Regions from separate parts of the Mus musculus genome. Here region 1 is linked to region 2. The links are chromatin contacts, called in public Hi-C maps. All regions are on one chromosome and are shown on one strand. The core of a region is the stretch at or near the end of the contact, and the rest is flanking DNA. Distances in the headings are between cores, read along the strand shown. Region 1 overlaps Msi2 (musashi RNA-binding protein 2). Region 2 overlaps Msi2 (musashi RNA-binding protein 2).

Region 1 (6,584 bases), core at 3,217-5,716, 140 kb after region 2:
GAAGGTAGTGAGGACCATAAATTTTCAGTTCCCCACTGGGCCACCTGTCCCAAACAGCAGGGGTCCCATAAGCAACCCTCTGGGGATTCAGTAACGGGTGCCTGCCATTTCTCAGAAGGAGCTGGCCACAGAGATAAGACCACATTGACAAGGGGGGCATAAATTGTTACCTGTGCCCTTGGGGTACCCCCCTTCCTCCATACCCCCTCCTTCCCAAGCTGTGGGGTTGGATTTAGCAACAGGCTTTTGGTTGGCGGGATGGAGAGAGAGCTGACTTTCTGGTGGCTGGGTATAATCACTGAGATGCAGAGTGCTGATAGCGGGAATCAATTTAATTTCTGTTGCTCGGTGACGAAGAGAGGGGGAGGGGCAGGAAGGTCAGGGCTATTTTGAAAGCCACTGTTCAGTTAAGGAAACGGAATATTCCCTCTAAGAAATTTTCAAAATTATGATCTTTCCTGGGTAGAAAAGTTGGAAGTGGGTTGAGGTTGAGGGCTTTCGTCAGAAGAGCAGGGAGGATAGCTGGAACAGGGGGCATAGCCTGGAACACCCCCACACTGTGTTAGGAGGAAACCAGGGCCCTGAGCACGAAGCTCACTGGTCAAGAGGGAGTTAATTGCCTTTTGTATCTGTCCCAGGTCTCAGTGAAGATGTGGACACCTTCCTTAAGTGTCTGATTCCTGAGATGTGTAGAGGTATTTGTTCGGGCTTTGTGCTTTGTGGGGTCTCTCAGGTGGATGGAAAGCTGAGTGGGACTTGGTGGGTCTGGGTGAAGATTAGTTTTCCCTGAGACTGTGACATTTCTGTGGGATTGCCTGACTGGGGGGCATTGCAGAATCACCTTTTTGGCTGATGATAGAAACTGGATTTTTCTCTCTTTCTCCTTCTCCTCCTCCTCCTCCTCCTCCTCTCTCTCTTGATGGGGGGAAGGAGTTTTGAAGGCAGGCCAATCCCAGCCTTATCTGGAAGTAACGTTCGCTATCATGGGCAAGATGGATGTTGAAGATTTTTCTGAGGTGCAGGACAGGATCTTTGGCTTGAAGGGACTTGCAGACCAGAGGATTTAGGGTCATTTCCTGGCCAGTCATTAAGTTCTGTGATAGCCCCATGTCTATACAAGAACCAGAGCGAGGAGTTGCAATGATAAAGAACTAGAGACTTATAACCCAGTGTGGAAAGGGTCTGCCCGAATTCAAATGCTGCTTACAAGGTATCAATGGACGAAGAAAGCTTGCGCCTCTCTCCCGCCCGCAGTCTGGAAGTACTTTATAATCTTGTGCCTGGGATATTTGAGTTATGGGCCGAGCAGTTCAGAATCAGCAAGGCTTCCTGGCTGAGGCATTATGGACTGGACAAGTGATCCTTAATGCTGATCTCCTCAAAATCAGGGCGTTATTTTGACCTTGAATTACTGTTGACCATTTTTGACCCGGAAGGCATCATAGCCATTTTGAGATGTGGCTACCGGATGGGGAGGCAGGGCATTCAGAGATGAGCCAGACGGGCGATGACAGTCATCTGTGTGCAAACAATGGGTTAAAGGAACAAAGAAAGGGTCACCCTTCTAGGCCCAGCTTGGGATGGAAAGCCACAGACCTCGCCCCACCCCCCTTATTTAATAAATGTTTTGAGACAGGGTCTCATGTAGCCTCTAGTCTGGCCTAAAATTTACTATGTATCTGAAAATGGCCTTAAATGGGACCCTCTTGTCTCTGCCTCCCAAATGCTGGGATTACAGGTACCAAGTGCGCTGCCAGACTGGGCTTCGTTTCTTCTTCAACACTACAGTGTTTGCTATCTCATGATTAAAGACTTCTATGACCCTTGTATCTGTCAACTCAACATCGGCCAGCTATTCCTTATCAGCTAGGCCTACCCTGGGTTTGATCAGCACCTTTGGTCTGGCTGAGTCAGAGCTAAGCTTTCAGTCTAGCATGTAGCTAAAAGAGGCCAAGAGAAGGTAGGAGACCTACACGACTGCCAAAGGGCAGAGAGGCCTCTTTGCCCTGGAGCTTGTCTTCTAAAAAGTGAGCATGCCTGTTTATAATTTGTCAGACTTCTCCAGTTCTTAAGTGAGCAGCAGCCTCTGCAGGCTCACATAACCGGAAACTGAGGCCAGTGTCTGCTCACTGCTGTGCCCCATGGCTGTGTCCACATGTGATCCTGAGTGAGAAGGGTGGGCAGACAGGTTTTGTTCTGGGTCTCTCGTTATCCTGGAGAGCCTCGCTACACTGTCTGTGCCTGGTGAGTTGACACCTGAAATACAGAGCCGAAGAGACATTTTAGGGACCGGACCTGAGGAGACAGAAGCCCAGAAGGCAAAAGGCTCAAAAACTGGCCTCCAGTCTTTTTCCTGAGGCTAAGAGACGGAGCTCTGGGATCTCTTTCCTGTCAACACTGCCCCCTGCTGCTGCCCCATCACAGCAGGCACCTGGCCACACTGGAGAGAATGTTTTCAGGCTGAGCAGCGCGGCCTTCTGTGGGAGGCAGTGACGCTGGTAACCCATGGATGTGAGCACAGCCTTTATGTTTTGTTTCCATTGACGGGGATGGGTTTTCAGAACCACCCACTCCCTCGCCTGGGCTGATGACTTGCAGGGACAAGATGGCTGAGCAGGGAGATGCAGGGAGTATGCTCCTCCCTCCAAGGCCAATTTGGTGTTAATTTTTGGCCCTAAGTGGCAGTGGCCTGAGTCTGAACATCCCAGTTTGCCTCTCTAGGAGTGAGAAATGGAGTGTGTTCTGTATGCTGCTGTGCATCTTGCAGTCTGAGATCTGCTGGCTTGGGCTGCAGAGATGATGAGGCCAGGGTGTTTGTTTTGTTTTGTTTTAATTAATTAAATTTTATTTTATATGCATTGTTGTGAGGGTATCAGATCCCCTGGAACTGGAGTTACAGACAGTTGTGAGCTGCCATGTAGGTACTGGGAATTGAACTTCCAGTCCTCTGGAAGAGTGCTCTTAACCAATGAGCCATCACTCTGGCCCGTGCTCCCCCCGCCCCCGGGCCAGGGATTTTTAGAGAACTAAACACTAAAGTACCAGTACAGAGAAAGGCTTCTGCCGTGACTAAGAACAGCATTTGAACCTCGGCTTTAGAGCTTTACAGTTGTTTGGACCTCTGAACTCTTGGAGCCTACTTGAGGAGAAGGAGACCCTGGGGAGAACAAGCTCTTCTGTGATAAGTGTGCCGCTTTCCCTTCTCTCAGCCTGCCTGCCTTCCTACCTCCCTGCTGTCATGGTGGTTAATTGGGACATAAGGAGTACCCAGCCTGTGGCCTGGCACACAGTGGGTATACAGGCAGCAGTAATAGTCACGGTGTTTTTCACCACTTTCTTGGCAAATACCTTACATGCAGGGGTTTCTTTTGTTGTAATTTCACTCTGGTCGCTTCAGGAGGAGACCCTCTTCCTCCAGCGCTTCCTCTTGTCCATGCCTTCAGGCATAAAAGTTGGGTTCCACTTTACATTATGGTCTTATACATCAGTACAGCCGATTTTGATAAACCCTCAAAGGATGTTGACCTTCTTGGTTTTCAGGCATGAGTGGCTTCACTCCCTTAAGGAGGAATTGCCGTGAAATGTAACCGCTTGAAGGGGATGGTGCATGCGCGTTTGCTTTTCATAAGTAGCATGGCGTTCACTGGCTTCCATACTGACTAGTCAGCCAGCCTCGCCACCTATCCTCCTGAGAAGGAATGGATGTTTTGTTCAGTGTGTCCCCTCTCCTGGGAAACAGCTACAACCCTGCATTCTATTGTCCAAGATGAGGTGGGTGAAGTCTGAGGGAGGATGTTGAAGAGACCCTGGAAAGGCCCCTCAGGGTGGAGTGGAAATGAGGAAGGCACTGGCCTGTGGCCATGTAGTCCTTCCTTTCTTCCTGATCTTCCTGACAGGTGTGTAGAATGGCATCTCCTGCTGGCATTTCTGGGGGCCTTAGGATATCTCTGGCAGACAGGGCTGGAAATTTGATGCTGTGAGACAGGAGGAGAGGACCTGAGAATGCTTATTTAAAAAACAAAACAAAACAAAAAACCCTGCCCTAATCCAAACCCAAGGGCTGAGGAAAGGCTACTAGCTGTGATGTACACTCTTTCAGGCCAGCCTGGAAGGTGTTAGGAGTCACCTGGATAACTCTTAGACAGCCTTGGGGGGAAACATGAAGGTTCGGGTACTTTGGGTCTTGCTCCTTGTTAGAAAGTTAGAAGGTTCAAAGCTGGGGCTTGAGGGAGTGGGTTGGAAGGGGCTTGTGGCTTTGTGTGAGTTTTTTCTGGCCTCAGCTGTACTGTAGGTAAGGAGGGAGCACATGTGGAGCCCCTTGGGTGTCTCAGCCTCCTGCTTCTCCTGGCCCTTTTTTTTCTCTCCACCCACTCCCTGGTTTGGCAGAGGCTTGCAGAGAGCTCCACAGGGGCCATGTGTTCTGGGGCAGCAGCTGTCGGTGCTGACTAATGAGACTTCCTGGTGGCTTCAGTGGCACACGTGGCTGCAGCAGGAACTGCTGCTTCTCATGTGCCAGCCTGTGCTCCAGCTACTCAAGAGGGGTTCCGGATGCTGCTGCTGCTGCTGCTGCTGCTGCTGCTGCTGCTGCTGCTGCTGCTGCTGCTGCTAAGTCCTGGTCAGAGGCTACTAGTAGGGAAAGCTCACAGGACATCTCTGTGCAGCTGGGAGTGTTCGGTCCCTGGGAAGGATACCTAAAGACAATGGAAAAGTTGGCCTATCTGAACTAGCCAGTTCTACCCCTGTAAGGCAGGCCTGCCACAGCTTCAGGCTTCCTGAGGCTGCAGGCTAGACACAATTACTCTGTAGCCATGTGTCCTTGGTAAAATGTGCCCCCTCTGTGAACTCCACTTTCCTCAGAGGTAGATGAGATAACTGTCCTTCCTACCACACAGGGCTTGTTGAAAGGGCCCGATGAGGCCCTGGAGTGGTATATCTGGCCCTGATTCACCTCATCTGTGGGGCAGGAAGCCCTTCCTTCACCCTAGTGCTGAGTCTTCAAAACAAAAGGCAGGTGGGGTTCTTGGTCCAATAGCCAGTGTCTGGGCCTGTTAGGGAGAGCCTCTGATGGCTGTTTTCTCCAGGATGCAGTGTCCCAGAAAGGTTTATCAGCTAAACCTGCCTGGCTCCAGAGAAGCCAACACAGACTTCCTGGTAAACAGCCCCTGGTCACAAATGCCTTTGTGCAAGTTTTTGAAGAAGATCCCCAAAGCCTGTTTCGGGTCACCAGACCACGTGTGTGTCTGGAGATGAACTGTGTGAGGGGAGATGCTTGCTCCTGAAATGAGACATTTTGTTCAGTACCTAGGAGCCTTTCATGTGACATTGAAATCAGGTGCTGAGCCACCCAGATGCCAGAGGGTTTGAAGTTGAAAGTTGACTCTGCCCCCTGTGGCGACAAGGCTCTGTCAGCCTGAATTCCAATTTTCTGAGGGTTTTGTCTACTGCCAACTCAGCTGTGCTTGCTTTCTCAGCACCTTTGGGTCTGTTTCTGTTGTGTTGTCGGGTTTTGTTTTTGTTTGCGTGTGTTTTGGTAGTTAGGGGAGGGATGGGCTACTGACAGGGCAAGGGGGCATTTAACCATTTATTCTTTTTAGTAGGTTTAATTGTATGAAGATTATAATGCATACAAACGCCTGTAATTAGGGGAGTTGGTTCTGTAAGACAGTGTTTTAGTGAAGAAAATTACAGTGTTCATAAGCCGTCTGAGGAGGAGGCAGTATATATTAACATGCAACTAGTTTTTGTTAATTTGTGCTGTTTACCAGTATTCCCCAGAGGTGCGTCCCTGAGGTCCAGCAACGCTTCACCCTGCAATGCTATCCATTAGTCTCCCTGTAGCTAACCTGCCACATAGAGCTTTGCGGCGGGTGGTGCTAGAGCGACCAAACTTCCTTCTACAACAAAAAGAGTGCCTTTTGGGTCTTGAGTCAGATATTTAGGAGTCCCTGCTGTGTGAGGTTGGGGCCTAGGCCACTTGGGCTCTAGTGACGCTTCCGCTCTAGTGCTGGCGTGCTGAACACGTATACACAAAGGCAGTACGGCGGATTATGAGCAGCATCAAGAACAGTACCAGGTTGGGGCGGGGGGCGTGAGGATAGTGACTTAGGCATCCAGGGCAAAGCTGCCTCTCAGAGGCAGGTCACATGGTTTGTTCAGTGCCCAAGGTATGAATAAGCTATGTGAGGTCAGAAAAGAGAAAAGGGGACGATAGACCAGAAGACTTCAGAGAGCCAGAGGCTTGCCGGGGGTAGGGCGGAGTTTGGATTTATTCCTGAGGCATTTGGAAGCTAGAAATGAAGGGCCCACTGCAAGGGAGCCTCTGTCTCTGCCCCTTGGGGGATTGTGCCACATCTGTGTCAACAATGTCAAGCATTGGCCTTGCTCCTGGTGGTGAGCTCTTTAGGTCCCCACAGAGTCCTGAGTTTTCATGGCAACCCTTTGGGCACCAGTTTAAGGAAAAGTTGACCACGTATTTTGCCCAAGTGCCCTGGGCTTGTAGAAGTGGTGAGTCCTGCTGGAAGAGCATTGTGACTTACTGAATTGATTCAGGACTCAAAGCATGGTTCAGAAGGAGGCATGGGGGG
Region 2 (6,071 bases), core at 3,477-5,976:
GACAAAGAGGAAGCTCTCATGCTGGATCTCTCCTCCAGGCGTCTTTACAGTTTCCTGAGAGTGGAGGGGAGAGACAGCCCCGTCCGCGCCTGCCATTGCTATTCGTGCCCACAGTTGCTTTAATTTCAGTTCGTGGAAGTGGCAGGTTACACGTCCAAGTTCATGGAGTTATGGGCCGTGTGGGGTTGTGATTGCTTTCCTTGATGGTTTCTTGTTCAAATCAGCAGTGCTCTTAATTTTCCAGATGAAGTAAAAAGAAAATTGGAGACTCCCCTCCCGCCCTGTGTCTCTTCATCCAAGATTTTCTGAGCGTGACTCTGATTTGCAGGGTTAATATTAATTAGAAACTGGGCTAGACCTCGGTTGCTTGATGAGGTGGTTTCAACCATCGTGAGGAATATGCCTCCCAGCTCGCCCATCCCTGCTTTTGGGTGGAAGTTTCTGGGCTCAGACGCTAGAGGAATACGCTTGCACAGAGGGAGTCTCCCTACGGCAGGGCAGCCGGTTCTCCCGGGTCTAGAGGAAGGAGCGGTACCCAAGAGCAGGAATGGTGGTGCTAAGTTCTTAGGGAGTGTGGTGCTTAGTTCTTAACAGGCTAGAGTGGGCCCGTATTGGGTGGGGTGTGGGTAAGACTAGGGAGTCAGTGGAAAAGATGGCTGCCTGGTAGAGTTTGCAAGCCTGTGTTCCTGTGATTCCTTACTGAATTTTGGCTCCCATGAATGCTACAAAGATGTTCATCATAACAAAGAGGCAGACATCCTGTTGGGGCTTTGGAGGGCTTCCTGGACGAGACCATTAAAGCTGAACTGAAAGACTGAATGATAGGGTGGACTTGGGGAAGGAAGGACCAAGGGGTGTTCCAGGTACTGAGGAAAGTCAGGGTGTCTGGGCTGCCCGGGAGGCAGGAGATTAGCAATGAGGCTGGGAAAGGAACTGGTTGGATCCTTTTAAGGGCTAAGGTGGGATATGGGCGGAGGGCTGGGGCACAGGGGGATTGGCGTGGAGATAGGCTGGTCTGAATTTGGGAAAGATGACTCCTGACAGTCTTGTGTGGGAAGCATCTTTTGAGAATCCAGGCAGATGTGTGCTAGGGAAGAAAGTTACTGCAGCAATCCGAGGAAGCAAGGATGGCTGGCTGTGGAGAGCGTAGACCAGGAGGTGGCTCCGAGGTGCATTGTGAGTCGGATGAGGGTGGTGGTTTGTTTGGCTGGAGAGTAGGGGGTGTTGAAGGTGTGAGGCCATTTGGACTCCTTGTGTCCCTTGCCCCATGTGACCCTTGCTCCAGAGGAACACATACTGCCTTTACACGAGAGAAGTGGTCCGGTCAAAAGCCAACACCAGCACTTGGTCCTTGCCTGCGTGAGACCAGGGGTGATGATACTCAAGGAAGACATGCTCCTGTCTCGGGATTGAATGTAACCCCTCAGCTGGACCTTGGCACAGTCCTTCTTACTTTATATTTTTACGTATTTTAAACACTTTATTATTTCGCCTGTCTAGGATGTGTGCTTGGGGGAGGGGCTTGAATGGCATAGCATGCCGTGTGGAGGTCAGGGACAAACTTCGTGGAGTTGGTTCTTTCTCACCTGTGTGGCCCAGGTATCCAACCTAGGTCATCAGCCTTGGTGACAGGCTTGGTGGGGAGGGGGGCTCAAAGAATGCTTTCAGAGGTTTTGTTTTTTTTTTTTTAACACAGTGCACCACAGCCTTGCTGCAGTTGGCTGTTGCTCCAGAGGAACATACACTGCTTTTACACAAGAGAGGTGGCTAGGTCAAAAGGCAGCACTTGGTCCCTCCCTACCAGGCCTTTTGGAAAAAAAAAGGGGTCGGAGGGGGCGTGGGGGCCAGCAACAAGAAAGCCAGGGTAGCTCAGAGAAAAGGCAGGGCCAAATTAAAAAAGAAGAAGAAGAAGAAGAAGAAGAAAGGTTTCTCTGATCTGAACTGAGAGGTAATAAAGCCTTAGTTAAACAACCTGAAAATGCAGTTTCCATCCATTTAGAGCACAGGAACGGAGGTTGAGGAGATCAACAGGGCATTAGCATTTAAAGTTTGCCCCCTCGCTGACCTCCTTGCTTCTGTATTTCCCTTGAGATCAAAGCAAGGAGAGGGGAAGAGTTGACTCTCAGGTGCAGTTCCTGATCACCAGGAGATACCCTTGTTTTACCACCTTGGGCTTCCTGGTCTTTGCTTGGGCTGTCAGACATATATTTTAACCAAAAAGTGGGACGTGTGCTTTCGTCATAGCGAGCCCTCAGGAACATCCAGGAAGGGCTTTGAACCATCTCAGAAAGCAGGCTGGTGGTCTATAGCAGCAGGAGTGGGCAACATTAGTAAACCAGGATGTTTCTCTTTTTTTTTTTTTTTTTTTTTTTTTTTACTGCAAGGAGCAGTCCGGAAGGTATATGGAGACGGGACAGTTCTGATGAATTCCTGCCCCCTGCTGTATAATAAATCTGATACTAAAATTAGTGCCGGCCTCTTGAGCCATAATTCTTGCCGAGGCAATAAAGAAGTGTGTGCGTGCGTGTGTGCTCATGCCGGTGTGCTTGTGTGCGTCCAGCTTGTCTCTCAGGACTGTGGGATGTCGGATAAGTAACTGGGTCTCACAATTGATTTTGTGTGACAGCGTCTCCTCGGCTCCCTGCTTCCTCCCCCTCTCCTGTGATGGAAGTGTAGGGAGGAGGTAGAGGGGAAATATTGCCGCGTGCCTTTCAGGTTTGTGTAAATCTCTGTCACGTAGGTAGATGTTCTTAGAGAATCTATTGGAATGTTTTATAATTGACTGTTTTACTTGGATGACATTACTCAACTCCTCTCAGGAGCTTCCTTACGCTCCGGGTGGGGGTGAGACTTTTCCTTCCAGGGAACTTTGTCCACGGAAGGGACTTACTTGGGGTGGCCAGCTGACAGCTTTAATAATTAGGTGGGCATTTGGGTCCCTCAGTGCACAGTCCTCCTCCTGGTGGGGACAATTCTGCTTTAAAAGGACCACATTTCACCTTTAACTGCAAATGGCTGTGTCGGGAGTGGCATTTGATTTTTAAATTGCCCATGTCCAGCAACCCTCTGTTACTCATTAAACAATAAAATGTTTTTAATCTTCCTGCAGCTGTGTGCACTGTGTGGGGCTTGCTTTTCGGGAGGAGGGGGAGGAGGGTCTTTCGTCCTCCCTCTCCTCTTCCCTTTCACACTCACCAAAGCTTGTAGAAAGCCCTCTCCAGCAGTGATGGAATCCCCTCCGGTGAACTTTCCCAAGTGAGTGGCTGGGACTTTTATAAGCTGAGGCCACCCGGGTTCAGTCTGGATTGTCAGCCCCTGGGGCTGAAGTGCTTCCTTTATGGGTAGTACCCAGAAATGGGTTTATGTCACAGACCCTTTAAAAAGTCTGTAACTTTTCCTCCCCACTCCCCTGCCTCCCACTTTGGGTGGGGGGGGGGGGCTTGAGTTGTCCGTCATAACCAGAAACAGGTTTCAAGTCCCTGATCCGTTATAGGTGTGTTTAAGATGAATGCCAAGCCTGAAGCCACTTAAAGAGCATGCGCAAATAGATACAAAGGAAAGGAAGGAAGGGAGGGAAGGGGTAAAGGAGAGACTCTTCCAGATCCCCTGAAGCAGAAATAGAAAAACACAGGCAGAGAAGGCAGGCCCCCACAGAGAGAAGCACTCTGCTCCTGAGCAAGCTAAGTTAGTGAGCTTGGGCGGGAGGGCCTGCCCCGTGAAGGTTGTCAAAAGAGCCAAGGAGGCGGCGCCCTTTCTGAGGCGGCCCTTGGTAGTGTGTCTGTAAGGATCTAGGCCCGGATTGTTTCAGACTCCTGGTGGAAGAGTTAGTGGCACTCTCCTCCTGTCCCAGCTGGGCTGGCCTTCTATCCCAGAGATGCGAGTTTGGAACGGTGGCCTAAGCAGGGAGCATTACCGTGCAGTCTCAGCTGGCCTGTGTTTCCATCCCAGCTAGCGGTCCTTCAGTTAGGAACTGTTGCAGGCTCTGTATTTGTAAAAATAAAAGAGAATAAAAATTAAAGGTACTCAGTACCAAGAAAAATAGCCACTTGAGGGGGAACGAAGTGTGTTAGAGGACCAGGCTTTCTACAGGGAAGCATCTTGCTTCGAGTTCCCGGATCAGCATGGCCCAAGATATCTCTCTCTCTCTTTCTCTTTCTCTTTCTCTTTCTCTTTCTCTTTCTCTTTCTCTTTCTCTTTCTCTCTCTTTCTCTTTCTCTTTCTCTTTCTCTTTCTCTTTCTCTTTCTCTTTCTCTTTCTCTTTCTCTTTCTCTTTCTTTCTCTCTCTCTCTCTCTCTCTCTCTCTCTCTTTCTCTTTCTCTCTTTCTTTCTCCCTCTCCTCTCCTCTCCTCTCCTCTCCTCTCCTCTCCTCTCCTCTCCTCTCCTCTCCTCTCCCCTCCTTCCCTCCCCTCCCCTCCTCTCCCCTCCCCTCCTCTCCTCTCCCCTCCCCTCCCCTCCCCTCCCCTCCCCTCCCCTCCCCTCCCCTCCCCTCCCCTCCCCTCCCCTCCCCTCCCCTCCCCTCCCCTCCCCTCTTCTTTTCTTTTCTTTTCTTCATGCTGAAAAGGGGCCCAGTCCTCTAGTCGAGCAGTGACTCCATACAGGTTCCTTTTTCCTCTGTTGCATTTCCCTCGTGTACCACACGAGTCATCCAGTCATCGGAGTTGCCCAGGCTGTGCCCTCAACCCTGCCTGGTTGTCCTGGTGACGCTGGGTTGCAGGGTTTTGGAGGAAGCCCTCAGTTCAGCTGTCCTTGAGGGTAAGGCCTGCGTTCTTCCCACCCCCCTATGACGTGTGCAGTACAGCTGCTGGCCCAGAAATCCACTTGAACTGATATGTCGTCTCTCACTCCAAACAAAAAATAAACCTGGGTGTTCTATGTATGTATTTTTGAGGTGTGTACGTGCCCTTTTTTTTCCTCTTGACAACTTCGTTCCCTGCAGCTGTGCAGTCACAGACTGTTTTGAGATCTGGAAAGTTTCTTGTCTTTAAGTGGCTATGATAAAGTAGGAGAGGAGAGAGGCGAGATTTGACGGTTACCACACACCAAACACCATAATGTAATTTTTTAAATTAAAAAGCATTGCATTATTAAAAAAGCATTTCATTGTAAGAGGAGAGGGTAAGATGGCTCAGTGGGTAAAAGCACTTGCCACCCACCACTCCAGGACCCACATGTAGGTGGACGGAGAGCCGATTCCAGAAAGTCATTCTCTGACCTCCATCTACACATAACCCTAGTAACAGAATTTGAAAATATTGTAAGAGATAATGCAAAGAAAGTTTTTTCATTTACCAGAATTGTTTTTTCTGTCTACTATAGTTCCCCCCCCCCATCACCATGGAGATAAGAACTTGGGGCTCAGTGATGTCATCTTTCCCACTGGGTGTGCTGGCTCTCAGGGGACTGGCTGTCAACCTGAACTTGGTCAGGTCCAGCCTGCTGTTGGTATAGAGAGAAGTTAAAGTTGATCAGACGTTTAATATTTGCCTTCAGTCATCTGCTATGCAAAGCTCTCCTTTATTACCCTGGGAGGGCAAGTTGGTAACAATGTATTGCTGTTAAAACTAGTAAGTCTGGTGTCCTTTAGGGCTTATTTAATCTTTCCTTTCTCCTAAGTATTTCTCTCCAGCTTTTGGAGAAAGTGCCTTCCTGTTTGAGATAAACATGAAGCAGTAAGGTTGAGTTTGGGAAGAGGGAGTTTGAGGGGCTGGAGCTGCGCCCTCTCCCCATTTCATTTCCCAGGTGAACTAGCAGAGTCCCAAGATTGTCTTTTGCAGGGAGCACTCAGGGTTACCGATGTTCCCGATAAGAAAGTGTTTCTCCTTTGCCCTGTCTCTCAGCTGAGTAGGGCGGAGAGAGCAATATGGCAAAATCCAGACCAAGCCAGCAATCATGCAATGCAGTTGGGCAGAATATAGCAGTTTAGGATGGGTTTGCACAACTGTATTTTCACATTAAATCATCATTTCTGCTTCTCCTGGTACAGAGAGGAGGGTGGGCAAGGGAGAGAAAAAAGGGTGGGGGAGGCAGAGAGGGAGGGAGGGAGGGAAGAGGGGTGTCTTTTCAGGGAGTCC

What was found. Hi-C and Micro-C count contacts between places; a contact is called where the count stands out from the background.
Region 1: a Hi-C map of DN3 thymocytes shows a contact between it and region 2, with 2.8 times the contacts expected there. The contact joins two enhancer-like sites. A contact is called at or near these places in 2 of 15 datasets of contacts at CTCF or cohesin (large pre-B cells and pro-B cells), 15 of 484 Hi-C or Micro-C datasets (the CH12 cell line, DN3 thymocytes, the Patski cell line and 10 more) and 6 of 115 datasets of contacts at active chromatin or transcription factors (the HPC-7 cell line, embryonic basal ganglia, embryonic stem cells and 2 more).

What each region holds. Positions count from the first base shown.
Region 1 is chr11:88,549,058-88,555,641 of GRCm38.p6, reverse strand. All of the region lies in intron 6 of Msi2 (musashi RNA-binding protein 2), which reads left to right. Among named protein-coding and RNA genes, the nearest start is that of 0610039H22Rik, 67 kb to the left of the region's middle. Within about 2 kb of position 4,466, at least 175 of the 459 cell types and tissues checked have an H3K27ac peak or open chromatin away from gene starts, as enhancers often do. A contact at or near this core is called in the CH12 cell line, DN3 thymocytes, muscle stem cells and 1 more, where this site is marked.
Region 2 is chr11:88,691,241-88,697,311 of GRCm38.p6, reverse strand. The region is part of intron 5 of Msi2 (musashi RNA-binding protein 2); the gene reads left to right. Among named protein-coding and RNA genes, the nearest start is that of Msi2, 24 kb to the left of the region's middle. Within about 2 kb of position 4,726, at least 81 of the 459 cell types and tissues checked have an H3K27ac peak or open chromatin away from gene starts, as enhancers often do. A contact at or near this core is called in the CH12 cell line, DN3 thymocytes, muscle stem cells and 1 more, where this site is marked.